Regions from separate parts of the Arachis hypogaea genome. Here region 2 is linked to region 1. The links are chromatin contacts, called in public Hi-C maps. All regions are on one chromosome and are shown on one strand. Each heading gives the region's core, a stretch centred on a gene start, on an enhancer-like site or on the middle of the called end of the contact. The rest is flanking DNA. Distances are from core to core; before and after follow the strand shown. Region 1 holds the start of LOC112748547 (floral homeotic protein APETALA 2). Region 2 has its middle 7.1 kb from the start of LOC112748554.

Region 1 (6,366 bases), core at 2,513-5,012:
GTCATCCCATAGCCAAATAAAACACCCATCTTCTCACACTATATTGTCATACACGTTTCTTTCTCCTACATGAAAAATCAAAAGCGAATTTTCTCATAATAAATCTTGGCTTGATTAACCAACTGTCAGTTTATTTGTTTATTTAAATAAATATTAAAAATTTAAATATTATTTTATACATATAATAATTTATTTATAATAAAATTTAGACTTGTGACGAATTAGTTATTAACTTGCTGAATTAATAAATATCGTAGATAACAAAAAAAAAAATTAGCTTGATTTTATTTATGATATCCTAGAAAAAATATTACCTTTTTCTTTTAAAGTTATGTTTATTTAGTTATTTGAAAGTGAGTTTTAATTTCGTTTATAAGCTTTAAAGTGAGTTTACTTTTTACTTATTTGACTGTACATATAAAAATTAAATCAATAAATAACATTATTTTCTTGTACTGTAGTTGATTGAAAATGTGTTCAAGTAATTTTACATAATCTTATGTGATTGATTATGAACGCAATATACGTAAGACTTTAGGAGTACTTAAGTAAAATACTTATAATTAGCGTTAGAGAATTAAGAATATGATTGTTCAAAAAATATTGGTGGTCTGTTAAAAGTGAAAAGTAGTAGTAATAAATTGGAAAAAAGAAAAGGGAGAGGGTGTTGGGTGAACACGCGCAGATAAAGGAGAGTGACGTAGTAAGAAGGGAGAGGAAGGTCATAAATACGAGGTACACAGCGTAGGAAAGGCATTGGTCGCTTGGGGGAACCAAAGAGGCAATGGTGGCCCTCTTCCCGTACTCTTGGATTGGATTTTTCTGGAAACAATTTCCTTTTACTTCTATTATTCCCCCTTTCCCTTTTCTAATGCCTTATCTCACTAGTAAATCCCTCTCTCACTCTTAAAAATGAATACTAACAAAAATAAATATGCCTTTCTTTTTATTCTTTTATTTTTTATATAAAACTTTTAAAAATAAAAAATAAAACGTAAACTAAATGCATTGTAAATTTTTAAAAGACTTTGTGATGAATTTATGGAAAAAAATTACAAATATTCTTTTTAAAAAATTTGTGATATATAGATCTATATATTCATGAAAAAAAATGTTAAATTTTTTTTTTTGTAAAATTGCAATAATAGACTTAAAATTTATTGGTGAAATGATATAAAGGACTAATAAAGATAAATTATGTTCGGGGTTGTAATATTTGAAGGACCTATTATAGGTTTTTGATGAAATGAGATAAAATAAAGACTAAAAAGATATTTTTTTTATTATGATTTTTTAAAAATTTGTAAATCTTTTAAAAATGCTAACGGATCATTAGAGGTTTTTTTTTTTTGTTACCACTTTGTTATCAATTTAATTTTTTTTAGTCAAGTTCAATTAATCTAGTAATTCAACAATATATTTTATCTCATATTTTTAAATATTATTGACTAACTGATGGTCAAAAACAATAAATTCGAACATTTCTCTAGCCTTCCTTCTTTTTAAAAAGCATATTTTATTATTTTTAAAGGCTTAAAAATCTAGTAACAAATTTTAAAAAATCTACTTCCTACATTAGTGTTTAATTAAGAATTTATAAAGCATAACGAATTTATACTCCATTTTATGGTATGGCGTGCTCTAATAGTGAAAAATAATTAAGAATCCAGTTTGTTGCCCAAAATGCCCTTGCGTGACCACCCATTAAATACTTTGATCATTCGCAGTTTTCCCCTTCTGAGCTCCCCCGCGTGGTAAAAACGTAGTCCAAATTCTAAAAAGGAAAAAATGGTTGGAGGCGTGAATGAATTGGAGGAGGTGTGGCTTCTAAGTAAGTTATGAATAATAATTATTATTATTACGAGTGATTGATGCAAATGATTTAACCGATTAGAGACTAACTAACAAAAGGTAATTTTCAGTAATGATACATCTTTTTTGGACTTGGTCCTTCCTCTGTCTGGTGTGTCTATTATCCATCCAGGGTAATTCCATGGAGCCACAAGGATTTCAATGCTTTTCGATTTCGTTAACGTGGGAAAGTTGTTTGAGAAAGAGATGCTTCTTCTCTTTCGGGATTTCCCTACTCTCATTCATTCATTCATTCATTTCATTATTATCAAAAAGTGACCGTGCAGTGAATTTAAAACACAATATAAAAATAACCAAAACATCATTGGTGCACAAAAGAAGAAATTAACCACTTTGTCCTTTGGAAGAAGCAAAACAACAGTTCATAAATAAAAATTAGCTGTGATTATTATTATTGTTGGAGTAAAAATATAACACACTACAAATATTTGTAAATATATTTTTCAATAATAAATAAAATAAAAACATTTTTAATATTTCAAAATTTAAAATATAATTATTTTTAATTTAATTTTTATATGCTGTCAATGTAAAAAAATTTTACACATATAATTAATCCTATATTGACACATAAGCGAAAGTAACAAATTTTTAAATTTATTATTTAAAAAATTATTTAAATACATAAATTTAATTAAATAATTATATAAAAATATTTATACAATCAAGGTATCAAAATTAATCTTTTAGCCAATAATATGGATTAATAGTCTAAATAATCCATAAATATCATGCATGTATTAGTTTGGCTTTTGAAACATTAGACTCCTCAAACTATTCTGTAAACATAAGTTATGCGATCCTTTCGTTAGTTATATAATCATAAAAGAATATAAATTATTTTATGACATATCAACATTTATGAGAGAGAATAACTAATTTGATTTATGATTGTAATTTTTAGCAATCAATTTGAAGAGTGTGAACTTTTTAAAATAAATTGATGCACATGTGATTATTTAGGGACATTTTTTAATAAATAATTTACAAATAATTTTATAAGTAGTCGTTCAACTTTAAGTATATAATGATGGGAAATTCTATGATGTTTTTTAAATTTTTGTCTAACTTATTTAAATACGATCAGTTTTTGGTGTTAAGAGAGAAATTATAAATAGACTCTACTCTTTTATATTTGTATTAGATACTTAGATATAGAATTATAGACACCATAACAATAATCTATATTGATTTAATATTGAAGTCAACTAAATTTTACACTAATATATAAGGGTAATTGACAATAACATAATATTGTATATATTTTTCAATGAAGAAATGTTAATTTTTAATATATTTGATATATAAAAAGACACATACTATAATGAAAAAATGTCAAAAGCATATTTTCATACAAATATTTGTTTAAGAGTAATGTCATAAAACTATTTATTCCAAGGATCGAACTTTTGACTTTTCGGATCTAAAACTTTAATACAATGTCATGCAACCACTCATCCAAAAGCTTAAACTGATAGAAAAATATAACATTAATGATTATATTTCTAATACTCCCTAAATTTTCACTGTATGCAAATATTTTATTGACTCTCTATACTTTTTCTTTGTTTAATCACCCTTTACAAGTGTTGTTTATAAAAAAATAACAATTTAAAAAAATAGCAATACTTTTAGATAAAAATAGTATTTTTATAACATTGTAAAATCAGATGCTATAATTTATTATTTAATAATAAAAAAATATTTTTATACAAAAATAATTGTAATTTATAGAGTCTTAATTAAAATATTTACCTATAAAAAATATTTTATGAATACAAATTAAAAAAAAGCCTATATATGTGTATAAATATATTATTTAATTTATTTTTAAATAGAATTAAGATGGTTGAAATATATTTGTAGAAGAGTTATTATTAGCATATAGAAAAAGAGGAAGGAAGAGGGTGATAAGGAAAGCAAGGAAGGAAGTGATGGTTTCGGGTAAGGTTGCTGAAACTGGCCTCGTCTATGCTGTATTGGGCAGTTAAGGGAATACAAAGATCCTTCACCTTCTCCCTCTTTATTATTGCCCTTTTTCCCAACACCTACCCTTCTCTCTCGTCCTAGGTTTGATTTTTTCTTCTCTCTCTCTTCTTCTCATTCCCCTTCTTTCATCTTTCTTTCTTTCAGTTTCTCTCTCTTTCTCAATTAAAGTCCACACACACTCACTTGGGCCTTGGCTTGCATCCAAACCAGAGCAAGAAGAAACTGAGAGAGAGAGAGTACCATGAATCATAAATCTCCTTGTACTTTAATTTCGATATATTTTCTTTCTCTCGCTAATGCCTGAGGCTCTATCTATATAGTAGCTACCTGAAGGCTGAAACAAGTGTTCAAACTTGAAACAAGAAACGGAAGAATGTGGGATCTGAATGACTCTCCCGACCACAGAAAGGACTACGACTCTGAAGAAGCTTGTTCTTCACCCAAGACTACCACTACTTCCATGGACGATGACGTCAGAGGCAAGACCCTCCGATCTGCCTCCAATTCCAGCTCCTCTGCAGTCCTCCTAGAAGACGGATCCGAAGAAGACGAAGAACAAGCCAGCAGAACAACAACTACTCTCAACAACATCAACAGTAGCAGCAAGATATTCGGCTTCTCCGTCACCCCCATGGACGGTGACGACAACCCTCCCGTCACCCACCAGTTTTTCCCGGTGGAGGACTCCGGCTGTGGCGGAGGAGGAGGAGGAGGAGGAAGCTCGTCGTCGTCGTCGTTCCCTCGAGCTCACTGGGTTGGCGTGAAGTTCTGCCAATCGGAAGCAGTAGTTGGGGGCGGTGGGAAATCGGCGGCGGTGGAAGTCTCTCAGCCTATGAAGAAGAGCCGGAGAGGACCAAGGTCTCGGAGCTCACAGTATAGAGGAGTCACCTTTTACCGAAGAACGGGTCGTTGGGAATCTCATATTTGATCCGTCAGTTAGTTAGTTAGCATAGTAACAAACAAATAAATGCCTTCTTTCTTTTCCTTCATTATGTTTGATTCTCATACATGTTTGTCCTTCACGCTGCAGGGATTGTGGAAAACAAGTTTATCTGGGTAAGTACATGTATGTTTTTCTTTAATTTTATTATTATTTGAAATGATGATTTTTGAACGGTAACTGATGAAATAATTGGTTCTCTTTTGTCTGGGTAAAATTTGTGCAGGTGGATTTGACACCGCACATGCAGCTGCTCGGTGAGTGAGCGAGCCAGCCACCATATATATTTCTCTCTCCTCACCTTTCTTAATTCATTTTTCTGCTTTCGACAGTGCTTATGATAGAGCGGCAATTAAGTTCCGCGGAGTGGAGGCTGACATTAACTTCAACATAGAAGACTACGAAGAAGACTTGAAGCAGGTGATTCATCAATTAATTAATTCATTCATTTCATTTGCATCTCTATTCTCCTTATGGTGGTGTGTTGTGTAAAATAATAAATAGATGACGAATTTGACAAAGGAAGAATTTGTGCACGTGCTTCGGCGACAAAGCACTGGCTTTCCAAGAGGAAGTTCCAAATATAGAGGTGTTACCTTGCACAAGTGTGGAAGATGGGAGGCTCGTATGGGCCAATTTCTAGGCAAAAAGTATGCCCCCTCTTCCCCCCTTCTCCCCTTCAATTTCATCTATTTTGCTAAGCTACCCTCAATTTTATTTTATTTTATTAGGTACGTTTATCTGGGCCTCTTTGATACTGAGATTGAAGCTGCCAGGTATCTGCTTCTCTCAATTTTGTTATTCCCAATTTCAATTTAAATAAATGCATCATGCTAGGGTTTTGATTGTAGGGCTTATGACAAAGCAGCAATCAAATGCAATGGCAAAGAGGCCGTCACCAATTTTGATCCCAGCATCTATGAAAACGAGCTTAATTCTGGTAATTATAACATATATTTTCTTATTATAAACATTCTCGTTCTTAATTAATTAAATAAATATGTACCACGGCAGAATCGTCAGGAGGCAACGGTGCAGCAGATCACAATCTGGATCTAAGTTTGGGCAATCCAAGTTCAAAGCATAGCAGTAATCAAGCACTGGGGACAACGGATTGGCACAATGAGGGAGCCAACAATAACAAGCATAAGGTATTATTATTATGATACTAATTATATAAAGCGATTAATTTTATTCTGATTAGCACTATTATATATTTCAGCTGGTGAATATACTACCAAAACCATGTAGTAGTAGAAGCAACATAGAGCAGCATGGACAGCGTGAGAGTGAAGCCATGGCCCCAATGCCGCGGCTGCATCAAACTCAATTTCCGCTCTCAAACGAAATGCATAGATACGGTCCTTATTATAGATCCCATCATGCAGCTGGAGACACTCCGCATCAAATGCTACACGCGTTTCCACCAAATTTTCATGTTAGTATAGATACTTGAATTCGATTTGATTACATTGTGTTGTGTGAAAAACATGATGATGCATATATATGTGCAGTTTCCAAGCAGCAGCAAAGGAGGCCGAATTGGAAGCGAGCTTTCGCTGTCA
Region 2 (6,366 bases), core at 2,863-5,362, 47 kb after region 1:
CACCTAACCAAGTTCCGCGATCCATGCACACTACACTTGCCAAGAGTACTCACAAGTAACAAATAGGTGCCGAACATTTTCAACATCTTTTTTACACAACACGCACAAATTATCATTTTATTCTAGGATTCCCAACCTACTCAGCCTATCCTTTGTATTGACCTGGCCAACCAATGCAAACCAAGTGAACAACTCAAGTCGAGGCGGAATTAAGCGTCTCCAAATTTCTTTTGTGAATTTGTAGCTCAAAATCTCTTCATCCAAAGTCGCTTCCTACAAAACCTGCACAAATGAGTTAGTAGTATAAACGTCTTCCTTGTCAAATTTTCACACTACTCTATCTTACACTTCTGCTATCAGTCTAACAGATTGCAAGGCATGAAGCATCTGATCCAAGGTTTTTGTCTCCCATTGGCGGAGTTTTCACCTCCACTGGAAATGTCAAACCCACTCTATCCCATCCCAAAACCCACAATCCCCAATTACTTATCCTTTTTTATTTGAAATCAAGAAGAGTCTTGGAAAAGAGTCTTTCAACTTTTCCACTTGGAGCCATGTATCCTCCCAAAATCTGATGGTCCTACCATCCCCTACCTCCATAGCAAGGCCATCAATCATCTTCTGCCTGACTTGTTGCTCCTTTATTTGTAGTTGACATATGTCTCTCCATGTGCCACCTCTCTCTGGTAAAGTCTGAGTAAACAACAATTGATTTGGGTTCAAGCTATTACAACAACACACAATCTTCTTCCAAAGCGGACAGTCTTCCTTTCAGAATTGCCACCACCATTTAAACAGTAAATCATTATTACGACCACTATATCACCCACCCCCAGCCCTCCTAACTTCTTTGGTGCCTGGATCATCTCCCACTTCACAAGAGCCATACTAGGTCGTCCATCATCCTTTTCCGAGAAGAACCTCCTCTGCAAAGAGATGATTTTTTGTGCAACCGCATTTGGCATCTTATATAATCTGAGGTAATAAATTGGTAGGTTGTTGATTACAGACTTAATGAGTACCAGCTTTCCAGCTTTACTTAGGACATTCTCTTCCACCTTATCTGTCACCGGCTTCCAAATTTTTACTAACCGCGGATTTGCTCCTATTATGATACCAAGATACCTTACCGGTAGGGCTGCTTCCTGGCAACCAAGCAGCTGACACATCCGACTAGCCCACTCCTGACTGCAATTCACTGGTATCAATCTAGACTTCTCAAAGTAAATGCTCAATCCCGACATAATCTCGAAGCACCTCAAAAGTATCTTATAATTTCTCACTGTCTCCTCCTCGGGTGGATAGAATAATATTGTGTCATTAGCAAATTGTAAGTGTGATAACTCAATATCATCCTTATCGACTAAAAGTGAGGATATTCGACCGTTCCTTACCGCCTCCCCGATCATTTTGTTGAGCACATCCACCACCAGAATAAACAAAAACAGCGATAATAGGTTGCCTTGACGAAGTCCCCTCTCCATTTTGAAAGCTTTCGATGGTGACCCATTGACCAGAATGGAGATAGATGTCGACCTAATACACTCCTTGACCCATGCCCTCCATGTACTACCGAATCACATCTTCTCTAACACAGTATTGACGGAGCACCATTTAACTCTGTTATAGACTTTGTGGAAATCTAGTTTGATGATTGCTGATGCCTTTCTTTTCAGTTTTAACCATTACACTGTTTCACATGCAATTAAAGCTCCATCATGTATCTTCCTCCTCTTCACAAAGGCACTCTGGGATTCTCCAACTAAACCTGGTATTACACTCCTCATTCTTCGTGTCAGCATTTTAGAAATAACTTCATAAATACATCTAACCATGCTGATAGGTCTGAGATCTTTTATCTCTTTTGCCCCAACGAATTTTGGAGCCAATGCTACCAATGTGACATTGGAGTATGCTAGTAGTCTTGCAGTCTCAAAAAAGCTCATCACAGCTGTAGTGAATTCCGTTCCAATCTCGCTCCAACACTTTTTTATAAAATTCATGTTGTATCCATCACTCCCTAGAGCCTTAAAAGATTCGTAGTCCCAAACTGTCTCTTTCACTTCCTCTACTGACGCCATCACCTTTAGGGTTTCAGCTTCCTCCCTCTTTAATCAGTTGACTAATCCATCCCTAAAGCTCCAATTTGGGGAGTCTTCCTGGTGGTACAGACGTTTATAAAAGTCTTGAATTGCCACCTTGATTATTGCTTGATTCCTCACTAATCTCCCATTAATCACCAATGACTCTATCCCGTTATTCCTTCTTCTTGCCGAAGTAATATTGTGAAAATACCTTGTATTCCTATCCATCTCATTAGCATGCCAAGCCCTAGACATTTGTTTCCAGTGAACATCCTGTCGGACATACCACTTCTCACAGCACTTCACTAACGCCCTTCTCCTTGCCTCCATTGTACCATCATATAATCCACTACTAACCATATCATCCACCTTCTTTATTTCTTCCTCAAAATTCCTTATCTTCTTAGCTATATCTCGAAAATGCTACTTATGCCAAGTCCGTAATGGTACTGACAGCGCTTTCATCTTGTCCAGGAATTGCACGTCACCTAATTCCCTCCACTCTTCCTTCACCATTCTTAAAAATCCTTCATGCGTGAACCACGAGTCTAGACTTCGGAACGGTCTTGGGCCATCAAAATTTATGTTGTCTTCCATTATCAATGGGCAGTTATCCGATAAGCCTCTTGGACCTCCCTTTAGTCATGTCGTCGGATATACCTCGAGCCACCCAAGGGTAACTAGGCTCCTATCAATACGACTGCACGAATGCCTCCTAAACCATGTATACTTGCGATCATTTAACGCCAGATCAACCAGCTCCATATCATTTATCCATGCTCTAAAATCTTCAGCAGACGCTGATAAGCTAGTCGCTCCTTTTCTTTCTTCCAAATGCATAATTTCATTAAAATCTCCCAAATAACATAACGACACCTGACACAACCCTACAACATAGCCCAACTATTCCCATATTGAGATCTTTTCAGCTCTCACATGTGATCCATACACCAAACAAATAGTACAATGAAAATCATCTTTTATCACAACCCCTTCTACACACATTCATCTATCTCCTTTATAGCAATTAGTCAATTTAAAGACTGATTCATCCCATATTAACAATAACCCTCTGGAAGACCCAACTGAACTTACAAACTCTCAACCAGCTCTATCACTACCCCAAATACACATTACATCAAATTTAGTCACCAACTTCTTTTTTTGTTTCTATCAATCTCAACATTTCCAATCTAAACTTATTTTTAAAATTCTTTAGCATACTAAATTTTTTAGCACCTCCCAAACCCCTAATATTCCAAGAACTTAAAATCATTTAACATTATTAGTACACACCTGCTTGCAAATTTTTGGCCGGCTTCTTTGTATTTTTTCTTTTTGCTTTGCCTGTCGTCGCATCAAAGCCATTGCCTCGTTTTGCTCCTGTAAAATTTCCATAATATCCTCCACATCACTGCACTGAACACCGGACTCTACAGCTAATTTTCAAGCCTCTTTATTCTCAGTCATTTCCTCTTTCCAACTCAGACTTTGTTCCTCCCTATCAAAACCACTTCCACCATCCAACCCAACCTCAGCCTCTGATCCTACTTCTGTACAGCTCTCGTATTCTTTCGCTTCTCCCTTGCCATTATCCTGTGCCCCGCCATTTATCAAGCTTTTCCCTTCCTGCAGTCTCAATCATATCCCATCTTGGAGTTGCCAATCTTTGTTCTGTGCATTGTGGTTCCTGTATACGTTATCACCCTCACCATGCCCAGTAGCTACTGCACTTGCCCCCGGGTCCTTCGCCATAACTTGCAACCTTCCTGTCTCTTCAGACCTACGGTCAACCACGTGAGCTTTTCTAGGTTCCGCATCGGGTACCATATCACGTCTCCACTGGCAAAGTTCTTTCTCCCCATCAGTGGCTCCCCCTACGGCGTTCTTCCTTCCATCGAATCCCCAGCCTTCGCATCCCGTGTAGCCGCCTCTGTTAAGCGAACTTGTCCTCATTGAGCCTCCAAGTTGTGCAGCGTCCCAACCTTGCGCCACTTACACGTTCAAGCTCCTCGTGCATAGCATCTGCGATCGGAGGCTACCTTCCCTGTCGAGATAGTTCTGCCGCTTCTGCCACGTGATGCTGACCGCTCCCTTCCACACTATTCCCCATCGCATCCCCTGCTCTTTTGGTTCGTGGAAGCTCTGCATTAGTATCGTCGCAGCCCCAACCTGTAGCCTTTGCCGGGTTACCATGGAGTATGGGTCATGCCCAACCCGGTTGGAGAGGCAATTGGAGCCTCTATTCCAAAGGCCCATATCCTTCTCCCAAAACTAAAGCCCCTTACCACCCTTATTGGACTTAGTTTCTTCCAGCCCATTATCCTCTCTTGTAAAATCATTTGGTTTGTTGCCATAATGCTCCCCATAGACGTCAGTTACCGTTTTATCTGAATCTACCTCCTGATTAATTTTCATTAATCCCTGAGAATCCTCATTTTCCTTAAATGCCGCACAATCATCCTTTCCATAATGCAGATTTAAATTCTTATGATTCCATTAATTCAAATCTAAAAATGAATTTACTAATCTGTCTTTCTCATGTTCATCATTCCTGCAAACTTTCAGCATGAGCACTGCCGCCTGGTCCCGTTCAGCCACCAGCCATCCGTCACCATAATTCAACATTTCACCATTTCCTTCATGTTGCATCTCTTCAGCATTTATTGTTTGTCTGTCCCCTAGCTCCTTATTTCTCTCCCGAAAGCATTTTTCTCGATACACCTCTCCACCCACTTCTCTTACGAGGACGTCAAATCCACTTGCACCTATTGTAATGTGAATTCACAAGTTAAACATATAAAAAATGCACGTATCAATCAGAATTCGATCCACACTAAATGAATTACACGACTTCGTTAATTTATCGAGCTTAACCACCTTGCCCCCATTGCTCCCCTATCCTGTGAAAAGTGTCTGTTGACCACGCATGTAATGGAACTCCATAACATTCCAACCAAACTCTTCTAGACTCGCTTCTCTCTGTCTCATCCCATCTCCATACCATATAAAATAACCTTAATAAATCATTCATACGAAAGGTGTAGGCTTCTTTAACACTCAACATAGTGTCAAAAGTTATCATTTCTTTATAAGCTCCCAACTCCCTTACTTGTGTTACCCCTGACCATTCGTTATGAATATTTTCCTGCAGGACGTTGAAGTCGATCGCCATCTTCGTACCTCCGACAATACTTCTTTACAACCAGACGACGTTCTCATTCGCTATGGGTACTTCTATTTTCTTTGTCCATCCATTATTATTTGGATCCTTGATTGGTGCACCACTCGACTGCCTCACCTCTCTCTCTTCAGTTGCTCTTGCACTCCTATTCAATGGATCGCTTCTTCCTGTATCATGTCTTGTGGTCTCCGTCACTTCTTTGTCGTTCCTATTCTGCATCATAGCTCCCCTTCTGTATTTTGCTTCTCTAACAAATAGTCTTTTGCCTCTCAGCACCCACCTGTTCATATCTGCAACAACCTTCAATACTTCTCCTTTTGTAGTATACCATATGAATGTAAACAGATAGATCTGTTTATTTTTATTCTTCCACGACAAATATATGTCTATGATTCTACCTGTCCATTTGAACAAATTAAAGAGTTCTCGTTTTGATATATCTTCTGGCAGATTGTCAACAAAAACAAAAAAAGAATCAAGCTCCAATTGTTGATACTCTTCTTTATTCCAAATCCCAGAATCTTTATCATATTTACTCTGTAGAGTTCTTTCCCACCCGATGTTTTTCCACCTCACACGCTCTCGTTTCCTCTCTTGCACTCTCATCCTCTCTCTCTATAATAATATTAATATGTAAAATAATTGTTTTCAAATTTACATAAAAATAAAAATATTTTCAAACACTCTACATTACAAATAGAAATGTTGAGCTATTTTATCACCTAATTTTATACACTTTAAATGAGTCAAAATTAGGCCACTAGTTAAGCCACAAATATTTGAAGCCAAGAGCCATCCTATTCCTATGTGAATTATTCTCAGTTGCCCAATTGTATAATTTCTACTTCAAGGAAGAATATGGTAATCTGAAAACTCACTAGAAAACAAAAGTATTGCCGGAAACTTGATAGTTCACAAGAACATGAAATTCTGCAACAGGAATACGTGATAATTTTCGTATGCTAGCTATATCATGGTTGAACTTTAGGTATACCAAAACATTTTATGATAAATTTTCTTTATATGTTTAACCATTATTATAAATGAAAAGTGAAAAGTGATTTTATACATACATGCACAATTCCCTTTTTTCTTTGA

The links. A called contact is a pair of places that touch in the nucleus more often than the background predicts.
Region 2: a contact with region 1 is called in a Hi-C map of an unstated tissue, with 5 times the contacts expected there. The contact joins the enhancer-like site here to the promoter of LOC112748547 in region 1. A contact is called at or near these places in 5 of 8 Hi-C or Micro-C datasets (leaf and an unstated tissue).

What each region holds. Positions count from the first base shown.
Region 1 is chr15:7,936,768-7,943,133 of arahy.Tifrunner.gnm2.J5K5, forward strand. LOC112748547 (floral homeotic protein APETALA 2) reads left to right here and starts at 3,763. Exons shown (of 10, transcript XM_072217686.1): 1 at 3,763-4,787; 2 at 4,891-4,917; 3 at 5,028-5,058; 4 at 5,134-5,221; 5 at 5,306-5,451; 6 at 5,533-5,577; 7 at 5,653-5,741; 8 at 5,816-5,952; 9 at 6,024-6,239; 10 at 6,316-6,366. The coding sequence starts at 4,235.
Region 2 is chr15:7,983,854-7,990,219 of arahy.Tifrunner.gnm2.J5K5, forward strand. No RefSeq gene overlaps it. Among protein-coding and RNA genes, the nearest start is that of LOC112748554, 7.1 kb to the right of the region's middle. Within about 2 kb of position 4,113, at least 1 of the 3 cell types and tissues checked has open chromatin away from gene starts, as enhancers often do.